Regions from separate parts of the Zea mays genome. Here all the other regions are linked to region 1. Evidence: chromatin contacts called from public Hi-C data. All regions are on one chromosome and are shown on one strand. Each heading gives the region's core, a stretch centred on a gene start, on an enhancer-like site or on the middle of the called end of the contact. The rest is flanking DNA. Distances are from core to core; before and after follow the strand shown. Region 1 holds the start of LOC100284468 (carbohydrate transporter/ sugar porter/ transporter). Region 2 holds the start of LOC100217027. Region 3 holds the start of LOC100382343 (DNA gyrase subunit B mitochondrial).

What was found. Hi-C and Micro-C count contacts between places; a contact is called where the count stands out from the background.
Region 2: a Hi-C map of leaf shows a contact between it and region 1, with 6 times the contacts expected there. The contact joins the promoter of LOC100217027 here to the promoter of LOC100284468 in region 1. A contact is called at or near these places in 3 of 25 Hi-C or Micro-C datasets (bundle sheath and leaf).
Region 3: a Hi-C map of ear shows a contact between it and region 1, with 4 times the contacts expected there. The contact joins the promoter of LOC100382343 here to the promoter of LOC100284468 in region 1. A contact is called at or near these places in 8 of 25 Hi-C or Micro-C datasets (bundle sheath, ear, endosperm and 3 more) and 1 of 3 datasets of contacts at active chromatin or transcription factors (seedling).

The regions. Positions count from the first base shown.
Region 1 is chr3:43,115,314-43,119,844 of Zm-B73-REFERENCE-NAM-5.0, reverse strand. LOC100284468 (carbohydrate transporter/ sugar porter/ transporter) reads right to left here and starts at 2,209. Exons shown (of 17, transcript NM_001157363.2): 1 at 1,658-2,209; 2 at 452-492. The coding sequence starts at 1,832.
Region 2 is chr3:43,560,389-43,564,919 of Zm-B73-REFERENCE-NAM-5.0, reverse strand. LOC100217027 reads left to right here and starts at 2,134. Exons shown (of 24, transcript NM_001359539.1): 1 at 2,134-2,331; 2 at 3,331-3,362; 3 at 4,164-4,395; 4 at 4,484-4,531. The coding sequence starts at 4,177.
Region 3 is chr3:42,818,785-42,823,315 of Zm-B73-REFERENCE-NAM-5.0, reverse strand. It overlaps LOC100382343 (DNA gyrase subunit B mitochondrial), which reads left to right and starts at 2,535. Exons shown (of 21, transcript NM_001175090.1): 1 at 2,535-2,730; 2 at 2,819-2,945. The coding sequence starts at 2,579.

The DNA of each region.
Region 1 (4,531 bases), core at 960-3,459:
GTGAAGTTTGAAATATGAGATGAAATGAGTAAGCTGCTGGAGAGATGGCCAGCAGTTGTTTTCTTATTGGGGGTGGGGGTACTCTGCACAGGAGGTTAACTCTCTTTTATAATCATTGTCCAGTTAAACTGTTTAATTGTGACACTGCATGTCTAAGTCGTACTGAGCATTCCACGTAGGGCTCCAGTTCTCAGGTCCATGTCGGTTCTGGAATTTACTGCCTAAAAAACTACCCTGGCCCAATTTAGTATTCAGATCCAGCTACTCAAATACTGGCAGGATCGACTGTAAACTGTAATAGTAGCATCTTAACTACACTAGTTCTACACATACACGGAGAGAGAGAGAGAATCGTATCGGGAAAAAATGGAAAATACGGATGCTACTTGTAGCAATTCCCATTTTTCGATAGAAAAAAACCAAAAGAGAGAGAGAGAATCTTATTTCTCACCATGAAATACAAGAAGGGGAACAGAGACTGGATCGGTAGGGCTGCAGACAGAAAAACACAGCAGAGTTATGTGAATTTCTAATTGATAACACAGCATAAATAGTTTCATAATGACTTAAAGAAAAGAGGGGGGGGGTCCTTGAGAGTACAATAATTCATTTGTCAACAGTGACAGCACCACCAATCACTGAGAAGCGACAATCGCATTCCCTGCTCTCGAGTGCTGGAATTGGAAAACACCGAAGCAATAAGGTGACTGCCGGCGGCGAGATTCGCGGCTTCCATCGGGGGCTTTCTGTTTGGGGAGGTGCACCCGTGCTTGTTTCAGCTTTAGAAACCGTGGGGTTTTCAGCTTGAGGGGAGCAAATTGTTGGAAGGGGGCTTAGAACACCCAAGAATCTGTAAGCTAAAACGAGCACAAGCTTTGGCCGCGGGTTGTCAAGGTTGGACGGCGTTTTGGTTTCTGCATAAAATTGGCATGTTAACTATACTATGCCAATTTTTCATGCATAGTACTATTTGACATAGCATCTCAGCAGCTGAACTGTAGTCTGGAGAGGTAGCAGGAATTCATCTGGAAGAAAACAAATTTTGGAGTGGCCACGGACACGGTGCGAGACTCCAATGAGAACCGTCCGTCAGGCGAGCCATAACGATACGATACTCTACTGATCCAACACACCAAAAAGAAAGTCCCAGAGACACGCCAATCACCGTATGGCGAATGCCCCCCTTAAAAAGTTGTTGGTTGGTGAGCTGACCAGTGATAAATTATTAGTACTGTAGCACCGGCCGCTAAGCATCCCGGTCCATCGGATTCATTCCTTATCACTGCGAATACTCCGATTATTATTCTCGGACGATGGTGGGATCACTAGCAGACGCAAGCCTGCCTGAGTGTCTGTGCCTGGTCAGAGACTGAATCTGGAAGGAACAAAGAGCTGAATCGTGAACCTCTTATCGCCAGCCACGGCGACGAAGATGCTGAATCGAGCACGAGCGGCATGCCGGCAACAAAAATTGGTCCCTAGTCAACCCTGTGATTTGCAGTTGCAGCCATCCGGAGGAAGGCGGTGGCCGGAAGAAAAATGCCACAGTACGTGCTCCACAAGAGCAAAAACGACGAGGACGAAGAAGGTAGTACGAAGGGGGGGAGGGGAGCGACGGGTTGGGTTTGGGTACTAGCAGTGGCGGGCGGTAGCTTACTGCAGGTGATGGTGACGAGCCAGATGAGGAAGAGGTCCTTGAGAGGGAAGACCCCCTCCCGCTCCGCGTTGAGGCGGTCCACCCGGCAGCCGGGGCACCTAGGGCGGTACGCCTTCGCCTTCTTCGCCAGCAGTGGCTCCCCCAGCTGGGTGGTTTCACCGTTGCCGCCGCCCATCCTCGCTCGCTCCGACTCCGAGAGATCCAACCCAGGAACCAGAAACTCCGGCGGGGACGACGTCGGCACTCGGCAGCGCCGCGCGGTGGAATGGAAGGCGGAGGCAGGGCGGGAGCTGAGCCGGAGCGGAGGCAGGCAGAGCGCTGCGCTTGGGTTGTGGCTGCGACCTGCGGGTCTGCCTCGCTCGTCCGTCCGAGTGCAGACTTGCAGAGACGCGCCTCCTGTTATATGGTGGTGCCGGTGCGTGCCTGCCGTCCTCTACGTAGGCTGCTGGACAAAAACACAAAAAGAAAAACAAATGGCGTGCGCGTCTGCGTGGAACTGCTCCTGTGGGGCCCGCCCTCGTGGCTCTCATCAATGGCTGCGCTCTGCGCTTCGTGGAAACACGGGGAACCGTGAAAAGCCTCTGTCCTCTCGTCGGACCGTCAGCCCGTCACGCCGGCGACGCGCCGGGATCGGGCCTCCGGACACCGATCCGAACCACGGTGCCAGGCAACCAGCGAACGTGGCTAGCTGTTGCCGTCGTCCCGTCGTTGGGGGGCGACTTGGCGTTAGCTTTCGCGTGCTTATCGTGCGTTTTGGATCCGCGACGCGAGCTGCAGCTTGGTCTACTCTTTGCCGGGCCGGCGTTCGGGTCTCTCGCGGTCGCGGCCCGGGAGCAGCCGGCTTGCATTGAACCTGGACAGGAGAAAGAAAAAAAAAGAGCGCGCGGATATACAGCTCCAATAAAAAGTTCTATATTTAAATACTAAAAAGTACAATACGACCTGATTTTAATTGTTTAGGAGCATTTACCGCTCCAACTAGGGATAGCAATAAGTACACAAAAACCGACATCCGATGGGTAAAAACACTATTAGAATACAGGTATGACAAATTTTGATACCATGAGTATTTTATTGGGTTATATTCATCGGGCATAGTGGACATGGGTATGTTCTCTCTTGCCTCGTATCCGCTACTCGATAGAAAACCCGCTAACATATGACATGTGGGTCAGAATTAAGGAGATTGTTCTCTCTCATGCATGTGCTTGAATGATGTTGATATTTAATGGTGAATGTTGTTGACCTTGTGATAAGTTTATGTTGGATTCGATGAATTTATCATGCTGGCATAAAGATAATATACTATTTTAGCATCTTTCAATACTGATGAGCTATAATGTTTCAACATTTTGTGTTTGTTAGTTATTTTTGTGGTCCAAGTGATCATGTCTACTAATATTAGTGTGTATGGATACCGCTACCCGTGTTGGATATGAGTATGACGTAATTTAGGGTTTAGGGTAGTGGGTATGTGTATGGGTATGGCTTTGTGTGCCTATTGGTTATCTTACACACTGCCATCCCTAACTCCAACAATTAAATCCTATATAGGTATTCATGTTATTAAAAAATAGATCATGTTATTTAGAAAATAAAATGTTAGAAACAACGTGCAAAATAAGGATACAAGTCCAGCATATGGGGCCCTATATTTAGAATATCAGATGGCGCATTCTAAAATTATTTGATGATCTTTTTGTCAAATAGAATCCATGTTGGAGCAGGTTTTTAATATTAAAGTCATATATTCCAAAATATAACTCTATTTAGTACTGAAAGTTACCTAGAGGGGGGTGAATAGGGCGAAACTGAAATTTACAAAACTAATCACAACTACAAGCCGGGTTAGCGTTAGAAAAAGAAACGAGTCCGAGAGAGAGGGCGCAAAACAAATCACAAGCGAATGAAGAGTGTGACACGCGGATTTTTTTTACCGAGGTTCGATTCTTGCAAACCTACTCCCCATTGAGGAGGCCACAAAGGCCGGGAATTTCTCAACCCCTTCCCTCTCTCAAACGGTCCCTCGGACCGAGTGAGCTTTCTCTTCTCAACTTAACCGGGAACAAAAACTTCCCCACAAGGACCACCACACAATTGGTGTCTCTTGCCTCGGTTACAAGTGAGTATTGATCTCAAGAAAGAATGAGAAAGAAGGAAGCAATCCAAGCGCAAGAGCTCAAAAGAACACAACAAATCACTCTCACTTAACACTAAACTTTTGTGGAATTGGGAGAGGATTTGATCACTTGGGTGTGTCTTGAATTGAATGCCTAGCTCTTGTAAGTAGTTGGAAGGTGGAAAACTTGGATGACTTGAATGTGGGGTGGTTGGGGGTATTTATAACCCCAACCACCAAACTAGCCGTTTGGTGGAGGCTGTCTGTCGCATGGTGCACCGGACAGTGTCCGGTGCGCCAGCCACGTCACCAGGCTGTTGGGTTCCGACCGTTGGAGCTCTGACTGCTGGGCCCGCCTGGATGTCCGGTGGCACACCGGACATGTACTGTAGAGTGTCTGGTGCGCCACTTCGCGCGTGCCTGACTTCTGCGCGCTCTGGCGCGCATTAATTGCTTCTGCAGGTGACCGTTGGCGCGAAGTAGCCGTTGCTCCGCTGGCTCACCGGACAGTCCGGTGAATTATAGCAGAGCGAATTCCCGAAGCTGGCGAGTTCAGAGTCGCTTCATTCCTGGAGCACCGGACACTGTCCGGTGTACACCGGACAGTCCGGTGAATTATAGCGGAGCGTCTCTGAGTTTTTCCGAAGGTGAAGAGTTTGGCTTGGAGTTCCCTGGCGCACCGGACACTGTCCGGTGGCACGTGCCACCGGACAGTCCAGTGCGCCAGACCAGGGTGCCTTCGGTTATCCCTTTGC
Region 2 (4,531 bases), core at 885-3,384, 450 kb before region 1:
CCAAGATCTGTGACGCCGAGCTAGGAACATGTGGCAGCCAAGTCAGCCCTTGGATACCAGCGAGTCATGTACCTCGGTGCCATAGCCTATGACGCCGAGTTGTGTTAGCTTGGCGCCACAACCTATGACACCAAACTAAAGGTCCAAATCTTTAAATAAGTTATCCAGGGTCCAAATGTAAATTTTTATCGGAAAAGATTAAAAAACAAAAAAAATCGGACGATACGTTGATTTAAGTCAAAGATGGGCAATAATACAAAGCTGAGCAAAGAGCGCAAAGTCGCATTTAGGAGCGTTCAAAATATGGGCTCCGACCCTTAGTGCAGTGATCTCAATTTGGTTACCCCGCATTAAAGTCTCATACTCCGTATTAAAATCTCTGCTAAGAGTAAATACAATAATAAGTTCTAAGCCTGTTTATATATTATTTTTGCTTATGTAGAAGAGAGAGACATTAAAAAATAGAGAGAGTGGACTCTGATGCAAGAGACAGATAAAAGAATGAAGAAAAGGAGATAAGGAATTCATATAAGAGCCAACTTTATTATATAAGTGTGTTTATTATTGGCTCTAAAGGACATGGTAATGAGTTAGAGCTAATAATAGGTTCTATTATTAAACTTGCTCTAATTACTTTCCCGGCTATGAACTCGTGCCAAATCTCCTGCTTTCAATTTTCGAATCGTCAAAATCGGAAACAAAAAAAGGCCGGCAGCTGCACAGCCGTGGCCCGGCCGCAGATCCATTCTCGCGTGCTGGAGGAGGCGACGAGGAGCCTAGCCGCAGCGGCAGGTGGCAAAGCACGGGGATTCCCTGTCCGCAGAATTCTCTGCCCGCAGTGATGGAGAAGGAAATGCCGCAGCCATCCTTTCGAAGGCCTGCCCAAACTGTTTTACGAAAACGGAAGCGACACCAGCCGGCCGAAGGGAGGACGATCTGCCAGCCTACGCGACCCTTGCGTTGCCGCTGCCACCCCGCCGCACTGTTGAATGCTCCGGGTCCACTGTGCGTCATACGAAGCACTCTGCGGGCCCACTTGTATGTGGCACGAGGTTCGTAGACCCGGTGTAGCTGTAGGGTGCCGTGGTTGCAGCCAGGAGCGCAGCAGGGTCTGTTTGGTTGGGCTGTGGCTGTGAAAAAAGTTGCTGTGAACTGTGAGCTGTGGAAAAAGCTGCTGTAGGCTGTAAGCTGTTAAAAAGCTAAAAACCATTTGGTGGAAACCACTAAAAGTCGTTAAAAATTCTTCGATATATGTTTTCACAGTTCCATCCAAAAAGCCACTAAAAGCAGGTCCAGGGGTGCTTTTAGATTTGCACTACGAGAAAGTCGGCTTTTAAAAAAAGCTGCTTCCTGGATCCAGCCCTTTGGTTGGCTTTTGGCTTTAGGGGGGCAAAAGCCAAAGCCAAAAGTCAAACCAAACACACCCAAAACCGATGCGTGGATATTATCCCCGAGGAGATCCTACCGGTTCGGTTCGGTGACGGCGCCGTAAGCTAACGGCTTCGATCCGCCCGCATGTACAGGTGTCCTGCCCCGCACGGCCGTCGGATTCGGATCCGGGGAAGACTGGAGTTTGCTTTCCGCCGTTACGCTAACGCCGTACCAGACGGATGGGACGCTCTGTGCACGGTCGGCGATCTGCAGTGACACTCCCGAGTCCCGACTCCCAAGCGGCGGCCTCGGGCAACACCTTTTGTTTCACTGACTGCTGGGACCAAACAGCACACGGACCCCGTGTCAGTGCGGGCTGGGGGCATGCGCCGGGTCGTCAGTCGCCACCGATGGTGCTGGCGCCTGGTGCGTCTTCCGGTTCCGGGCACACGCACTAGTCAAGGCAGGATATGGGTCGCCGGCTCGCCGCGGAGGCAGCGGGTTCCCTCTACCCGGAAGAACCACCAGTGACAATGACTGGTAGGGTACACTCTTACGTGGCCCACGAATCAGTGGAGTAGTTGTTGCGTCCGATGCTGCTTTGGCGTGCAACGAGGAAGTGGAGAGCACGGTGCGCGTGAGTGCGTGAGGAGCCTACCGCGTCCAATGCTCCCCTCCACGTGTCACCAGGTCACGACCTCATGTTCCGGGCTCTCCCAACGCACGGTCCAGATTGGCCGATCGGAGCCCACAGGTGGGCCCGCGCGGGCAGGTGCGGAATGACCTCACTGTCCTTCCCTCGGCGGTAACGGAAACTCCTCCGCTCCGCTCCTCACTCCCGCTCCCCCGCTCGCTGTTGGTGGAAATCTAGGGTTTCGGTGGGGTTCTTGCCGCTGCGGTTGTTCGTGCGGCGCGGATTTAGGGAGGGTTCTGAGGCGAGGGCTTTTGCCCCCTCGAGCGGTGTGTTCTTCGGTTCTTTGTCCCTTTTTTTCGTTTCAAGATTCAAGAGCACTGCATTGCGGTCTGCGCTTACAAATGTGTTGTCTTTGGGCATGGGTCGTGCTGTCTTTGCTGGATTATTCTACGATTTTAGGCATGTTTCTATTGTTTGCCATCGAACCGTTCGAGTTCGAGTCCTCTCTCAGTGTGGATTCTTGGTAATGGCCCCCGTGGCGCGCATGTGGCAGCGTTTGTGGTTTTTAATTTCGTTGATTCTTTTTATGCCTCTTTCTGATTTTCATTGTTCTATATGGAGGGTTTTTTCTTGTTTTCCTGCTTCAATGGCAATGGTCTGCGTTTTTCTGGCTGTAATGGCAATAGTCTGCTTTTTCCTCTTTTTTCGTCGCTCATTTTACTTGACGTGTTTTCTCCTCTTTTTGAGCCTTTCTACTTATATGGAGGTATTCACTATTCAGTATTCAGGTTTTCTTGTTTGTCATCTTAATTTTTTGCACGTTTTTTATAGCTGGTTTATGGTGCTGCAGCTCATCACATTAAAGATCTGTTTTTTCTATGCGTTCTTTAGTTTCTGGGAGGTTTATGGCGGCACTGTTCATTTCTAGATATCCGTTCGGTGTTTGATAAACACGCATCTCTGGAACGTTCATTCTTAAGGATATTATTGACTTATTCTGGAAGGTTCATCCACAAGGATTTTAGTGTGGCGTTGTTCTTGTTAATTAATTTTCCTTAATTTTTTGGGTACGCGCTGCAATTTTCTTTGCCTTTTCTTGTTTCTTGGAGTCTTGGAAATTTCGCCATGATTCCCGAAAGGATAATGACGCACTTTTTTCTTGGCCTTTTTCCTGGATTTATTCCCATTTTCAAATCTTTTGCATTTTTAGGGTCTATATAGTATATAGATATATAATTACATGACTATTATTGTAATCCATTACATCCTCCTTTATTTATGGTCGTGTTAGATGATTTAATTCGTTTTCATTTGTTGATGAGCAGATTTGCAGCTTTGGGTCCGATACAGTGCTCATGTGAGTATATATGCCATATAGTTTACTGTTTTGTGTGAGCATGTAGAACGTCTCCTATAATGGACTAGTAGGATGTTTCTGTATGAGTTTTGTCACTAGAAAATCTTCTATGAACTCTGGTAGTGTGTCGTGTTGAGGTCCGTGTTTATTACTGTTTCCATAGTCTGTGAGATGATCATGATTTCATGTTCTTTTTAAAAAAATTGTAAGGTCACAGCAATTGGGCTTTGCCTACCTGCATCATTCTTACATCTATACTATACAGCGACTTCTTCTCTTACTGCTTTAATCATATGAAGTATTGGGAAACAAAACAAAGCCAGATATTTAATTTTAAGCATTCCAATTTTATTGACGTTAGCGTGGGCTGCAAAATAATAAAGTATCCTGATGTTACATTTGTGTTGCATATTTCGTGGTGATGGGACTTCGGAGTAAACATTTGTGGTTTACTGAAATGTATACCGTTTGCAAAATGTAATTAGTTGGCAGCTGATATTACTTTAGAGAATGTGTATTGTTGGAGGTGTGGCATCAGATAGGGACTCCCATTAGTGGTTTTAAGTTTAGATTTAACACTTTTTAAACAGTTCATGTTTGCACCAACTTAATTCCTAGTTTTTGTTGCTTCAGCTTGTTGCAATATTGCTGTACTCAGATGTTCTATCTCTGTTGGAAGGGTGATTTTACCTGTATACTTGTCCTTCTGCTGCTTCAGTTGCTTTGCTGCTTGCTTGAATTATACAGCTAGTGCCTACACAAATGTCTGATTGGGGTTGCTTTGGATACCTACTCATGCAGCAAGGCTCACTAAATGGAGTCTCACAATGGCGAGGCCAATGACTTGCCTCCACCACCTCCTCTGATTGCTGGTGTTGAACCACTTAAAGCTGATGAAACAAAGATGCCATTGAAACCTAGGAGTCTGGTCCAGAGAAATGGATTTGGCAGAAAGGGGCAGCCAATAAAGCTGATAACAAATCACTTCAAAGTTTCTCTTGTGAATGCTGAAGAATTTTTCTACCATTACTATGTGCGTCTCTAATCCTTGCCCTGTGCCATTTCTTTATTTTCATCCTCATACCTTTATTATCAATGCTGCTATCTTTTACTGGTTGCAGGTCAATTTGAAGTATGAAGATGATACACCGGTTGATCGCAAAGGGTCA
Region 3 (4,531 bases), core at 1,286-3,785, 300 kb after region 1:
GTTTTCCCGGGTCACTTAGACCCCGCAAGGACCACCACACAATTGGTGTCTCTTGCTTCGCTTGCAAGGCTTTGAGAGCAAGAATGAGAGAAAGAAGAAAGACAACCAAGCAACAAGAACAACAAAAGAACACAAGTCGATCTTCTCACAAGTCCTAAAAACTAGAGTTGAATTTGTGGACTTTGATTCGATCGATGGCTTTGGTTTGTGTCTTGGAGTGTTGTGTATTGATCTTGTATTGAATGAGGAGTAGTGAATGCTTGGATGCCTTGAAGAGTGGTGGTTGGGGGGTATTTATAGCCCCAACCACTAAAATGGCCGTTGGGGAAGGCTGTTGTCGTATGGCGCACCAGATAGTCCGGTGCACCATCGGACACTGTCCGGTGCGCCAGTCACGTCACCCAACCGTTAGGGTTCGACCGTTGGAGCTTCTGATATGTGGGCCACCGGACAATCCGGTGGTGCACCGGACAATTCGGTGGTGCACCGGACAGGTTCTGTTCACTGTCCGGTGCGCCATCTGCGCCTGCTCTGACTTCTGCGTGTGCAGTCCGCGCACTGTAGCGTTGTCAGCCGACCGTTGAACTCGACCGTTGCGCTGGCGACCGTTGTTCCGCTTGGCACACCGGACAGTCCGGTGAATTATAGCGGAGTGGCTTCCCAAATTCTCGAAGGTGTCAAGTTTGGAGTTGATCTCCCTGGTGCACCGGACAGTCCGGTGCGCCAGACCAGGGCAGCCTTCGGTTGTCTTTTGCTCTTTTTATTTGAACCCTTTCTTGGACTTTTTATTAGTTTGTGTTGAACCTTTGGCACCTGTAGAACTTATAATCTAGAGCAAGCTAGTTAGTCCAATTATTTGTGCTGGACAATTCAACCACCAAAATCATTTAGGAAAAGGTGTAAGCCTATTTCCCTTTCAGAAGGAAACTCGTCGCCGACGGGCGGACCCCGCCCGCCAGTCGCTCGGATGCGCACGCTTCTGCTCTCACCCGTCGCCGACAGGTGGGACCACTACTCTAGCCGCTCTGTCGCGCACCTGCTTCTCCTAGGAGAAGGTGTTTGGCTTTAACTCCAGAAAAGATTGTTTTGTGGCTGCCTTAACATTCTTACCTAGGAGGTGGGGCTAGTAGCGCGGTTGGGCGTGCGACGCGCACGATTGTTAGCGTACCGGGTGTGCGAGGCCACAGGAGCTAGGGCGAGGGCAGGGCACGACCGGTTGGGGGCATGGCACAATCGGTCGGGGGCATGGTGCACTAGTGACAACGGGTGGTGCCGGTGCACACATGATGTTGGTGAAGAAACGCGAGAAGGGTATGCTAGGGAAGAAACACGATTAGATGGACGAGAAAAAGAGAAACAAATTATTGTTTTTGTAATCGATGACATCGGTGGGTAAATATTAACACAAACTCAATGTATACATCTATTTTGGAGTGGGTTGGAGCTGGAAAAGAGGTGCTCAAACTCTAGACTAGAGCTTCGATAACTCTATAAAGTTGGGCTGCTCCAAAAATGGTGGAGTTAGGGTGTTTGGCTGGTCCACTCAACTCCAGTCTAAAGTTTAAATTGGAACCATGCCAAACAAGGCTTTAGGTCCTGTTTGCTTCTGCTTGTCGCCTGTTTTTTAGTGTGAAAAGGCAAAAGATAAAACAAAACAATCAGTGCTAATATTTTGGTTTAGCTTTCGAAAAGCTAGAAACTCATAAAAGCTGTGTATATGTGGGCACACGAGAAAACTGATTTTATGGGCTTTCTGTAGCTTCTTGAGCTTAGGAATCTAATAACATCCCTCGAAAAGATATTATTGATTTCTCATGATCAAAAGCCCATCAATAGTTTTTAAGAAAAAGCTCTAAAAACTATAGGTCAAACAAATATGATTTTATAGGGCGACATCCCACCAACCACCAAGGCTCAGGACGTGGATGCTTTAAGGGTCTGGGTTCAGTTGTAGATTCATAAACTATCTGACCCTAGTTGTGAGAAAACTGTTGTTAGTTCACCACTATGAAAATTTTAGATATATTTACTTCAAACAACCGTCAACTATAGATTCTGTAAGTGAATGATAACTTATAACATGGATGACATGAATTTGAAAAAATAGGGTAGATAGTGATTCTAAATTGACTATAAAAAACTATATATTTTTAAAATCTATTCTATTATTATATTTATTTACTTGAGATTTTAGATTTTTAGGAGCGAATGTCGTTCAGAGAGCTGAACCAAAGGTATCCGCGCATTGGGCAGCCTCTAATTCGGCCCACTAAGGTCCACTACTCCACTCCCGCTTCCCCCAGGCCCACAGCAACTGCTCGGCGATTCCTGGCCGTTCCAGCCCATAAACCCTAGCCAGCCGCGAGCGGCTTATGATCAGGCCCACGCACGATATGGTAGCACCAGCCGCCCGATATGGTAAATCCGAGGCGCCATAAACCCTCGGCCTCGACCTCATCCAGTACCCGCACCTCCGCTCAAAACCCCAGCTCTCCTGCCCCGGCTGGTCTCAGCCACAAGTAGGCGGCCGGCAAGCCAAGACCAAGGAGCCCGCGAGCGCGAGGGCTCGCCGACGCGGATGGCGCTACTCCTCCGGCCGATTCCTCCCCCTCCCCGCCTCCGCGCGCTCCTCGGCCGCCTCCTCTCCACTGGCGCCAGTCTATTTCCCTCCCGCATGCTCCCCGCGCCCCGCTCCACCGCCGCCGTCCCTCGGCTCCTGTTTGGGCCCAGGTACGTCCTCCCGCTTCCCAGCACCTCCCATGCTGGAGCTGGAGGGTTAATGATTAAATGATATGCTGCTACCCATCTTCTACTGTAGTGCTGTGGCCGCGGCAGCCACGCGGCGCAATGGGGTCCGGGTGCGTGCGTTCATGGCGTCAACGACGGCGTCTGAGGCGATGCACGAGAAGCAGGTGTCCGCGGAGTACACTGCTGCCAATGTCCAGGTGATTATTGCTGCAATTGAGCCTGCTTTTTTTGGGCCGCAGAGGCCGCTTTTTAATTCAGGCGTGCAAAGAATCCGAGTCATTTTGCCAGATAGTAACTGGATCGTCTGTCAGTAGTGTTGCGCCACAGGCCTAGAGGTGCACAGCCCAGTGTTATTGCTTCCATATATCAATGACGTGTGACACAGTGGTGGAGCTGGTTGATTTTCACACCTAGGGCCAATATGTGATTGTCTAAAACATCCACATCAAGTCAAATAGTGATATAACAAAACCAAAACATATAATTGTAGATGATGTTTCAATTACACACTTAGAAGAACATAGTGGTGAGAACATAAAAGTGGTAAAAAAATCCTAACCATTGAGGATTTGGTTCATTCCTCAAATCATTCATTAACAATAGCATATGAACCTGAAGATATACATACAAGTTAGGCATTGATTGTATAATTGCCATTGGAGCAGGAGAAAAAGGATTTCTATGTATTGTTCATGTGCATGTGAAATTTTACATTTTTTTCTGTAAAAAATTGAGAAAGGCACATGGGAACTGGCATGAGTATTTCTGGATTGTGAAACTCAACATTGAAATATTTGGGATTTAGGAATGGGGAATCTACCTCCTGTTGCTGCCTACTGCCGAGTGCTGCTTGCAGCGTGCCTACCTCTAGATGGTGCCATGTACGACATGCCAGGCCGGTGGTCACACCCTGCTGCTGTGTGTCGTCCATGGCGACGTGCCTTGTTGCTGTTGTGCCCTACCCAGGTTGTGACACCAGGTTGCTTGCTAGCAACCATAGCCTATGGGCTGTGGCTGCCCAACAGCAGGATTGCTTTGATTTGGCGCTCAGCCGACTGCCAAGCCCAAAATCTGGTGAGCCTTGCGCGGCCACTGGCGTGTCTCCTATCTAGGATTCCAAGTATGAATGAGGGGCTAGAGAAGGAAAGTTGGAGAGAAACAGCGTAGAGCAGCACCATTGTTATCACGGCGTTGCCTAGGCGCCGACTAGGCATCCAAGCGCCCGGTTGGGCTCACTGTGGTGCGGCACCTCGCCTGAAGCCGGCAAGGTGGGCACTGCGGCAGGCTCTGCTCTGCTCCGCGCTGTGTGGTGGCTCTGCTCCGCTCAGGCATTCTGCGGGAAGGAGTGAAGCTGTGAGCCTGTGACTATACAGCCTAGTTAGGCGCTTCGCTTGACCTTCATATATGAAATTATGAACTACGCCTAACTGTCGCCTAGGTGTCCAGGCGCCCCGGAGGCGACTCGCCTCGCCGGGGCTAGGGATGGCAGCGGGTCGGGTTTTGTTCGGGTATAATAATACCCGACCCGAAATTGTACCCAAGACTTCTACAAATATCCATACCCACCAAGTCAATCGGGTGAGAAATTGTACCCGTACCCATACCCATTGGGTATCCACCGGGTACGGGTATCCAGTGGATATGTTATTGTAGACTAAATAACATTCGATCAGTGTTATAATAAATACATAAAATATTTTAGTTTACATCTAAGCACCAATGCAACACGAGAATGACTATATTTGGCTACACGTCGATACAATATTTCAATTCATAATTATCA